2 separate regions of the Rattus norvegicus genome follow, and region 1 is linked to region 2. A link is a contact called in public Hi-C data. All regions are on one chromosome and are shown on one strand. The core of a region is the stretch at or near the end of the contact, and the rest is flanking DNA. Distances in the headings are between cores, read along the strand shown. Region 1 overlaps Hook3 (hook microtubule-tethering protein 3). Region 2 holds the start of Thap1 (THAP domain containing 1).

Evidence for each region. A called contact is a pair of places that touch in the nucleus more often than the background predicts.
Region 1: a contact with region 2 is called in a Hi-C map of liver, with 2.7 times the contacts expected there. The contact joins the enhancer-like site here to the promoter of Thap1 in region 2. A contact is called at or near these places in 3 of 12 Hi-C or Micro-C datasets (hepatocytes, kidney and liver).

What each region holds. Positions count from the first base shown.
Region 1 is chr16:72,696,702-72,701,548 of GRCr8, forward strand. Hook3 (hook microtubule-tethering protein 3) reads left to right here. Exons shown (of 22, transcript NM_001136098.1): 5 at 303-435. Among named protein-coding and RNA genes, the nearest start is that of Hook3, 42 kb to the left of the region's middle. Within about 2 kb of position 3,475, at least 2 of the 93 cell types and tissues checked have an H3K27ac peak or open chromatin away from gene starts, as enhancers often do. A contact at or near this core is called in liver, where this site is marked.
Region 2 is chr16:72,609,909-72,614,940 of GRCr8, forward strand. Thap1 (THAP domain containing 1) reads right to left here and starts at 2,782. Exons shown (of 3, transcript NM_001008340.1): 1 at 2,479-2,782; 2 at 68-263. The coding sequence starts at 2,549. It overlaps LOC134482515 (a long non-coding RNA gene), which reads left to right and starts at 2,426. Exons shown (of 2, transcript XR_010058735.1): 1 at 2,426-2,828.

The sequences.
Region 1 (4,847 bases), core at 2,225-4,724, 87 kb after region 2:
GTTCTGGTTGTAATTCATCAGAGACCAAGCATCCAAGCTTTCTTAGAACAGCAAGCAGAAGGATCGATAGTACACGGATTTTTGTTCAGTGTATATATCACATACCAGATTAGGGACTAAGTGGCCGTGATATGTGATAGTTGTAACTTAGATGTGTGAGAGATTAGAAATTGGGAGTGAGGTTGATAGAACATCTCTGGCCTTGATACTGAGTTCTTGGTGATAGCTAATTGATCTCTATTAAATATTTTATTTAGCTCTATAAACATGACTGTGATTATAATCTGCTTGTCTCCATTCAGATTTTAGGGCAGCAGATTAATGATTTTACCCTTCCTGATGTGAACCTTATTGGGGAGCATTCGGATGCAGCAGAGCTCGGGAGGATGCTCCAGCTCATTCTAGGCTGTGCTGTGAACTGTGAACAGAAGCAAGGTAACTAATGACTGTGATATATGTTGTGTACTTCATACATAAAGCCCCAGGATAAATAGCATCTTTCCATGGCTACCCATCTTCCCCATCATCTATAGTTTTGCTGGTAATTTACCTTCAGATTTAAATGAGTTCTAAAAGGTAGTCTAATTTTGATTATGGTCAAATTCCTTCCCTTTCTGTAAGACTGTATAACTGAGCAGTTTTTATATTGTGTTATGTTCCTGTTTTACATGCTGTGGAACCTGGTGCCATGGTCATAGTAAGCATGCACTGTTCTATTGAATTGTGCTGTACCCCACCCTGAGGATACTCTTTCTAATGCATGTTAACTACCTTGGCTGTGCTGAACCTTATGGTTATTATTAAAATACTTATTAATGTAGTTTATACGATGATAGCTTAGAAAATATTTCTGTGCTTTAGAATAAGAGCACAGGCTGCAGTGCCCAGTCAGCCAATGTTCAGATCCAGTTGCACTCTTACAAACGATGAATAGTTGCTGGGTGAATCTTATCTTTGTAGTGCAGTTTCTCTGTAAATGTAGGTTTAGTAGACTTAGTACCTGCCTCACAAGATCATTAGGGATCTAAGTGATACAACAAGTAAGACAGCACATGATCTTACACAAAATAGTGTTTCCAACCATTTTAATTTCAAGAAAATGTGATTTTTATGTTTATTAGTGTTTTAAACAATAATTCTATTTCATTTATCTTTTGCATGTTCTTAGAGCCACAAATTGGTTTTTGGTTTTTTGATATTTGATTTTTTTTTTTTTTTAGGGCAGGGTCTCTCTATGAGCCCTGGCTGACTTGGAACTTGCTATGTAGGCCATGTTAGCCTGAAGCTCACAGAAATCTGCCTGCCTTTGCATCCTGAGTATTGGGATATAGGCATGTGCCATACTTACCATATCCACAATTTATTTTATCAAAAAATTTTTTCATATATTTTTGATCATGATTTCTTCTCTCCCAACTCCTCTCATCTCCTCATCTCTTCACCCAACTCCTCCTTTCTTTCTTTCCATAAAAGCAAAAAAAAAAAAAAAAGAATAAAAAAAATAAAAACAAGAAACACACAACTGAAATTCATAGATATAAGATGAACAGCCATAACATACAGGGAAAAAAACCAAGTAAGACGAAAAAATTTGTCCCAAAAAGCAATGAGGCAAGAGGTCTACACCAATATCATTGAGTTCATTTTATATTAGCTATCTAGTGTTGGGCATGGGGCCTGCCTTTTGGTATGCTTTAATATACCCAGTGAGACCATTGGAGAAAACGAATTTTTCCACTTTAAAATGTCACTTCTTAGGTGGCATTTATGGGGTGAGTCATACTTATTCTATCAACTATACTTATTCATATCAACTATAAATTGGTAAAACTTCTAATTAGACTTAGATAAATTAGTAAGTGTGCAGATATTAGAAAAAGTACAGTGTTTTTATGACTCCAAGGTCACATATTTGTGGCATTGTTGAAGTTACTTGAAGACCAGCTTTGATATGGAGGTAATATTTTTTTTTAATTTTTAGGTTTTTTTAAACTCTTTTGTAAAATATGACTTATTTATATGGGGATCACCCCTTCAAAATATATTCAGACTTACTGTACATAAAGTAGATAAATTATTTTTGCTTTGAGGGGGTGCTTCCATATATTTATGTGTGCACATGCACATGGGTGTGTGCCTCTCAGCATATGCACACAGAGCCAGAAAAGGACATTGGCTGTCATCCTCCCCATCCTCCACTTCATTCTTTGTGGCCTGTAAACTTGACTCCCTATCTGGGCTATGGGTGGCTAGTGAACTCCTGAAATCTGCTTGTCTTTGCCCCCAGTTCTGGGGTTACACGAGGTACAGCCATTCCCATCTGTCATTTGGGTGATAGATACTTATTAATCTGATACATTATGGATGAGAGCCACAGAACCAGACAAAACAGACACAAAGCTTGCTTTCATAGGACTTGAATGGAGGAGGAAAAGCAGCATTACCCCGTAGCACAAGTAATTACAGAGTTACGGTGAGTGCTCCAAAGGTGGGATGGAGTGGGAGAGTCTAGACGTGGTGTAGGGAAGTTATTCAAGTAAAGCTGGGAAGGACAGTGAGTTAAGACTTACTCAGAGTAAGAAAGACTCAAGTTATATCCCCTCAAAACTGTAGTTATAGTCTGGTAAAGAGAGAATTGAGAGAAGTATTGCAAGAGAATAGGAAATGAAAGACTATTCAAAATTATAAATAGTATTCTGCAATTATTTTAACTTGAAGTTCAGTTCTTATCTTTTATTTATTTATTTTTATTTTTTAGTTCAAAGGTCCCCAACCCCTATTCACACTATTTTCTTCCACATCTCGTAATGAAAAACAAGTTTACATTTATTTGGTTTTGTACTTTTTTCATATTCTAATACTGAATAAGTTTAGACTTTTGGGACTTTTCCCTCAGCTCACTAGCTGACTCCCACTCTTTAGATTGCTTTACTTTTCTTAAACTGTCTATATTTCTTTAAAAAAATTTTTTTTCTGATGATGGCACATCGATCACCCCAAAGCCATCATTGGTTCATGGTACGCTAGCTGTGCTGTGTCCAGAAAAGAGCACATCACAGCGCCCCTTCCCACCGTCTAGTGCTTACATTCTTTCTTGCCCCCTCTTCCACAGGGTTCCTGGAGCCTTGGAGGGGTCATGCCAGCCTCATTTTAGGACTGAGCACTCACTCATCAGTCACCAGTTATGAGTCTCTGTGTTAATCATTGCCCACTGAAAACAGAAACTGTTGTGACCAAGAATGAGAACAGCACTAATCTATATGTATAAGGATGAAGATTTAGAAGACTACATAACAAAACAACAGTAGTAAAGTCCCTCCATCCAAGGACTAGATGACCTCCCTTTTGACCAGATTTATAATACCAAGTATGATTTTTTCCTGTGGAGCAGGTCTAAAATCCAGGTAGAAAGTGATTGATTACTCCAGTAACACTCTGGCCACTACTGCACTGTGGTCACATCTTGTCTAGCAAGCTGATACTTTTAGCAGAGTTCACAGCTGGGTAAACAGTTGGTGACTAATATCCCATAGTGCACTGTACAGCACATTCCAGCATTATAAATGCTAGCTGGTAAAGAAGAAGGAAGCTTCCAGTTGAACAGGCTTTTTAATCTCTCATTTACCCACATTTGGGGTATCATCTGGTTTCAGGAATACAGTAGAGTTAAGAATCATGTAATCAAGTTTCTAAATTGTTAATCATTAACTGTCGCTGTGAATGTGCACTATGGGTCGATAGATTAGGAGGCTCTGAAGTGCTTCAGTGCTTCCTACCTACCTACCTGTGGATGAGGTATGCTCTGCCTTTGTCCTTATCCCCAAAGTGTCTTCACTGTAAAGACTAAGTGAAACTGTGTTTTACATTTGCTCTCTGTTCAGCCATTCTTCTAAGTTGGAAGAAGTTAAAAGCAATTGGTGAGAGCCTAATTGTGCATTCATTTGTCTTTGCTGACCTCTAATTGGGGCAAATAAAGTAGGGGTAAGATTTAAAAGGCAGAGATTAATAGTAGAAGGCACACTGACAATAACATTGCTAACCCTTGTGTTCTGGGTTTGCTAGCAGAAGTGAGGGAAGACTGTAGGGTTTTTGGCAGGGGCAGGGGGCGGGGGCCACAACACATGCTGCAAAGTGCATGTGGAGATCTCAGTGGACAACTCGGGAAGTCAGAGGATCCTGGGATCAAAATCCAGTCATCGGGCTTGTTGGAAAGCACCTTTACTCACTGGCCATCTCACCATCCTATCAGGCAACACCATGGTGTCTGCCTTCAGTCTACTATTCTATTAAGCAGTAACAGAACAAAAAATACCTGTTATAGATTAGAAGGCTGAGACTTATAGATAGTATGGGATTTACCTTCCTTGTGATGAATGGGCTAGATATAGAAAAAAAATTATTTCTTCACCCTTTAAGCTTTGTATTCTTCATATTAAACTATACTAAACATTTTGAACAGATAAAATTGAGGGCAAACTCCCTTAACGTAGTGTGGTTCATTCTCCAGCATTGCTTCATGGGTGTGTACCAAATAATCCCACATAATTGAATTTTTAACTTTACGGTTTGAAAGTAGTACACGTTAATTTAGCTGTCATCACCATTTTCTCCTTTAGTACTTTACGGTGTTCGCGGGGAAGGGCCTTGACGTGGCAACACCGCTTCTTAACTAACGCTTCCCCTCTCGTACCTACTAATGTCCTGACCTCTTTTGCTGTTACCTCCTTCATTTCTAGTAGTTGCCATAAGCCTCCCTCCCCATAGCAACGCCACTGCTTCTTCTCTTCCATGCTCATTCATACGCTTTAATTTTGAGGACTTGTCAATCATCCTAGATGTGCTGGCTC
Region 2 (5,032 bases), core at 1,532-4,031:
GGAAAGAAAACAAAGAAAAGACCGGGAAAGGAAAAAAACAAATCCAGCATTTAAGAACCCAAATTACCTTCTCATGTGGCTCTATATAGAGAAAAATAGTGGGCACAGCGTTCTCCTTCAGTAGCTTGTTGTTGCACTCTCTCTTAAAGCAGTCTGGAGTAAAGTGCTCCGAACAGATACTGCTGTACTTAGTGGGCTTGAAGTTTTTCCTTCTAACAGCTGCCTCCCACTGTTTACAAAGACTGGGACGAGTAAGAGGAAACCTAAGAAGATACAATTCAGTTCTCTGACTTTACTTTAAAAAATAAATAATACCCTTCCCCCATTCTCATACTAAGGAAAATCTTAACATACTAAGGAGAATCTGATTGGAGATCAGTTCCGGTTACTATTCTCACTCAGTGAGCTTCACCTTTTTATACTGAAGACACTTAACAGTTCAGTTAAAATAGATCGTATGTGGGGTTGGGGATTTAGCTCAGTGGTAGAGTACTTGCCTAGCAAGCGCAAGGCCCTGGGTTCGGTCCCCAGCTCCAAAAAAAAAAAAAAAAAAAAAAAGAAAAGAAAAGAAAAAAAATTGATCATATGTGCAAATTCTACGCATATTTTTACTAAAAATTTTGTGTCTTATAGAACAAAACTTGGACATATGTCTACATCCTGAAATAGACGTCTAGCTCTTTTTAATCACTCCAACAAAGAGACTACATCCTGAATTGGGCAAGTGACAAAGATGGTAAGGACGTTATTTTATGGCTTAATTCAGTGTATGGAATGGGGAATCCTTGTATCTATTGCCACTATGCTTTTCTATAACAAAAACTTGGTGGGAGATGCTAGAGGAATCAGAAATGGCTGAAAAGGAATGTTTCCACTTATTTTTACTATTCCACTACATAAGGTATGTGGGACCCTGATCATCATTTTCTTTATGAAGACCTAACCAATCTTCCTGCTAGTGTTTATTCTTTACACAGCCAGCTTTCTCCACTGCTACTGCACACAGGCTGGAAAAAAGATATTCCTGAAAAGAAGTACAACCACTGTGGTAGCTTCTTATAAATCTTAGTATCTCATCTCCTGGCATAGAGCACAAACTCTGAACTGTCAAGATCTTTGCCATTTACTGTTCTTACATAAGGAATAAGACTCATTCTTGTTTTTATGTTTCAACATCCAGCAGTTGAAACAGTAGTTTGATGTGTGCCATTTTTTTTTTCTTTTTTCTTTTTTTCAGAGCTGGGGACCGAACCCAGGGCCTTGCGCTTGCTAGGCAAGCGCTCTACCACTGAGTTAAATCCCCAACCCCGATGTGTGCCATTTTTAACTAGTCTGCATATTTGAAGACTCCTGGGCCATCTTAATAAAGCATAGGAAAGGGAAGTGGCAAGTCGGATGCATATCCCTGTCACCATTTCCTGATCTGTTCTGACATTCTGAAGGCGTATGAAATTTCAATCAATCAAGTCGTAGTAATTGGACATATTCTATCCTCTTCCCACAGAGAAAACACCAGCATACAACTCTTACTTTCTAACAAACACTTTTAAACAAAAACACTAGCTCCCCAAATCCCTGAGGGAACATTTTGAAATTTGTTTCTGTAATTGTTTTCCCTATAGACAGTTTGGATAATTTTCCAGTGGGTCTGATTTCTTAGCTATTCTCTGCATACAGTCAGGAATTCTTCCAAAACCTAACATAAAACTTGTAATAACGAATTTAGCTGCCTAAAAGTATGTCACATTTTGTGGACCGTTAGCATTGCTAATAATCACCATCAGTAACGTTAATTCTATTGCCTTCTTCTTTCAAGAGAGTATTTTTCATCCTGGATTCTTGCTTGCTGCACACACAAGAACAAGGCCTGACAGCTGTGGGGGAAAGCTAACATTAGTTCCATCAACCTTTCCCAGGGCATCTGAGTAAAGTGAATGCTATCGTTTCATTACTACCGTGTGTTGAAAGACTGGGGCTCATCTTGGCAATACCAAGAGTCACCTCTAAAACCCACAGATCCTTAAAGCTTGGTTCTTTGAAACCAGGTCTAAAAGTCCTGGTCAGATGTCAACACTCAGCTATCCTGCTTCCCTCCTAACAGCAGCAGCGAGGTCAGAAGCCAGGTCTCCCTCCCATGCTTTTCTAGTTCCAGTTTATCCCTATGGGACATTTCCACGGCTTGGCTTGGGACGAAATCCGGAGGGCAGCGAGAGGCTTCCAGGCGTCCATCGCTTGCTCGCCAGAAACCCTCCACGAGCGCAAAGGCGCGGCCGCAGCCTCAGCAGAGCCCAGCCAACGGAGGCGGCGCGCGCCGGGAACGCGCAGCCATGGGTCCCCGCCCCCGCCGGCCAGCCCCGTCTGCCGCCCGAGCCCGCCGGCCGCCCCGCCTCCTCCAGGTCTCGCGCGGCCACGCGCCGGGCTCCGCCTCCACCCGCCCGCGCGCCCCTGCCGCGGCCGCGGAGCACGCCAGTTACCTACTTGTGGAAGGAGACGGGCTTGTCCTTATCGTACCGGTTCTTGCAGCCGTAGGCGGAACAGGACTGCACCATCCTTCTGGCCCTCCACACTTCCCCTCTGCCCGGGAGGCAGGTGAAGGGGCCGTCGGTGCCGCCGCGCTCGGCTTTGATACGGTCGCCGCTTTCGGTGGCTTTGGTTAGCAGTTATGGGGACGATTACCTCACCGTGGGGGGTGACCACCCGGTCCGTTGTGGTGTTTGCTTTAGCAGAAAGACAACAGCTGTCGCTCGTCTCCCATCTTCAAGATGGCGGAGGCAGCTTCAACCTCACCTCTCGCGAGGAGTTCGCTCGCAGGCTCTGATTAGCCGAAGGTAACGTTCCCAGGGAAGCTGACCATTGGTTAGGGCGAGGCGTGCCTGGGGGGCGTGGTCAGCAGTGCGGAAGTGGGTGGGTCCTCTGCGCCTTGGCCGGAAGAAAGCGCGTTTGTTTGGGAGCCTTGCTTTAGTCTCTTGTAGGGTCTTGTATTGGTGAGTGTGGTAAACTTAATTCAATTTAAACCGCCTGTTGGACCCAGAAGCGTAAAGGGAAGGTGGGAAAGCTCGTCCCTGGTCACATGTAATTTTTAAAAAGGGCGGCTGCGGAGGTGTGATTTATACAAATCTGTGTTCCACGTTCAGAATCCAGATGGCCGTCTACTTAAAGAGCGAGTACAGACGTGCATTTCATTTCTTCTAAGCTGAGAATCAAAAGCACTTATTTTTTAAAATTTATTTTATATTTGTGAGTACACTGTCGCTGTCTTCCGACTCACCAGAAGAGGGCAGCGGATCCCACTGCAGATGGCTGTGAGCCACATGCGGTTGCTAGGAATTGAACTCAGGACCTCTGGAAGAGCAGTCAGTGCTCTTAACCGCTGAGCCGTTTCTCCAGCTTGGAACGTTGTTACCTTTGCGTTCTGTCTGTGCTGGAAATTGCGAGCTGTTGCAGCTATTTTTCATGCTAGAGAGAAGTGTTACATGCTTGACCTTCTGTAGTTTTGAGTCTGGGGCGCGTGTGCCCGACATCATTGTAGACCTTTGACTCTTGAGCCCGCATACCATCCTTTACTAGCCCCTCTAACTTCAGCACACATGGACTTGCCTTCTGAGTCACCATGTATGTGGTTTAATGCATTTGCCGGCTACTTAAATCTGGAACCCTGGTATCAATGAGATCAATCAAACAAACAAAACCAGGACTTAACTCAGTGGTAAAGAGCATTTGTTGCTCTTGCAGAGGACCCAGATTCGGTTCCCAGCACCCACAAGGCAGTTCACACCATCTATAACTTTAGGCAAATGGGCACCAAGCACACATGTAGGTCAGAGGACGGCCTGTGGGAGTGGATTCTCTTCCTTCCACCCTGTGGGCTTCCAGGGACCCAACTCCCATTAGTCTTGGTTCCCAGTGTTTTTATCAGCTGCTCCTAGGATTTCTCCCCCTTCCTCAAGACTTAGGTTAATCTCATAGAGTAAAACTAGTACCTCTTGGTTATTCTCTCACCAGCAATCTTGAATTCAAGTACTCAGTCTCCTACTCAACTTTTTGTCAGTCCTAGTCTCCAGCCTTCTCTCTGTCCCTCGTAAAAACACTGCCAGTTCCTTGCTTATAAAACTTAGACTTCAGAGTCTACCTCTGGAGTGAGTAAAATCCAAATTGCTTATGGTGGCTGCATAGGCAGCAGGTACTCTGTGTTTTTACCATCCTGCCCTGCTTGTCCTTCAACTCCTTTAACTGCTCAAATACAGAGTTTTGCTTGGCCTGGGATGCCCATCCCCTGACCTCCCCATGTATCCTTAAGATGAATCTTATGTGTTATGTCTGCTTCCCTTACCTTCCCCAAGTAAGGCTTTACCTTTCTGGACTTCTCTCTGCAGTTACGTGCTTATGTAATTATATCTGTGTCGAATCTGAACTAGGGTGCTCTGGAGGCTGGCAGCATCTTACTGAACCCAGTTGCCTCAGCAGCACTGTCACAAATTATTTAGGAAACATTGAATTGAATGGACCTAGAAACCTTATCTAAATTAGTTTCATGATAGTAGCTGTGTACCAGGAACACCAGAACAGTGGCTTGTTAACATTTTAAAAGGTATTGATGCTAGGTTCTCTAGTCCACTGTAAAGAAAAGAAATCAAGATAGGGTTAACAGATGGTATCCCAAAAATAATTTACTTAGTTACCTTAAACTCTAGACACATCAACTGGCTTAATAAGTATTTATTGAAAATCTGTTACAAACTTCTAAGGAACTATATATTAGTGAAGATGGGTGGTATACTGGTCTACCTCACTTTACCAAGCTAGTGTTTTATAGTGAGAAGAAGGAGAGTCACAGAAATATTAAAAGTGCTGGAGGAAGATGCAGATTTTAAAGATGAGGCTAGGACTGGCCTGCTAGAGGAAGTAACTGCTGAAAGATTTCGAAGGGCGATTTTACTGTGAGGACATCTTCTGTGCCTGGTGCCATGAGGAATGGTGAAACCCACCTCCCAAGGCTTGGTGCCTTCAGTCTGCTCAAAGAAAAGCAGAAGTG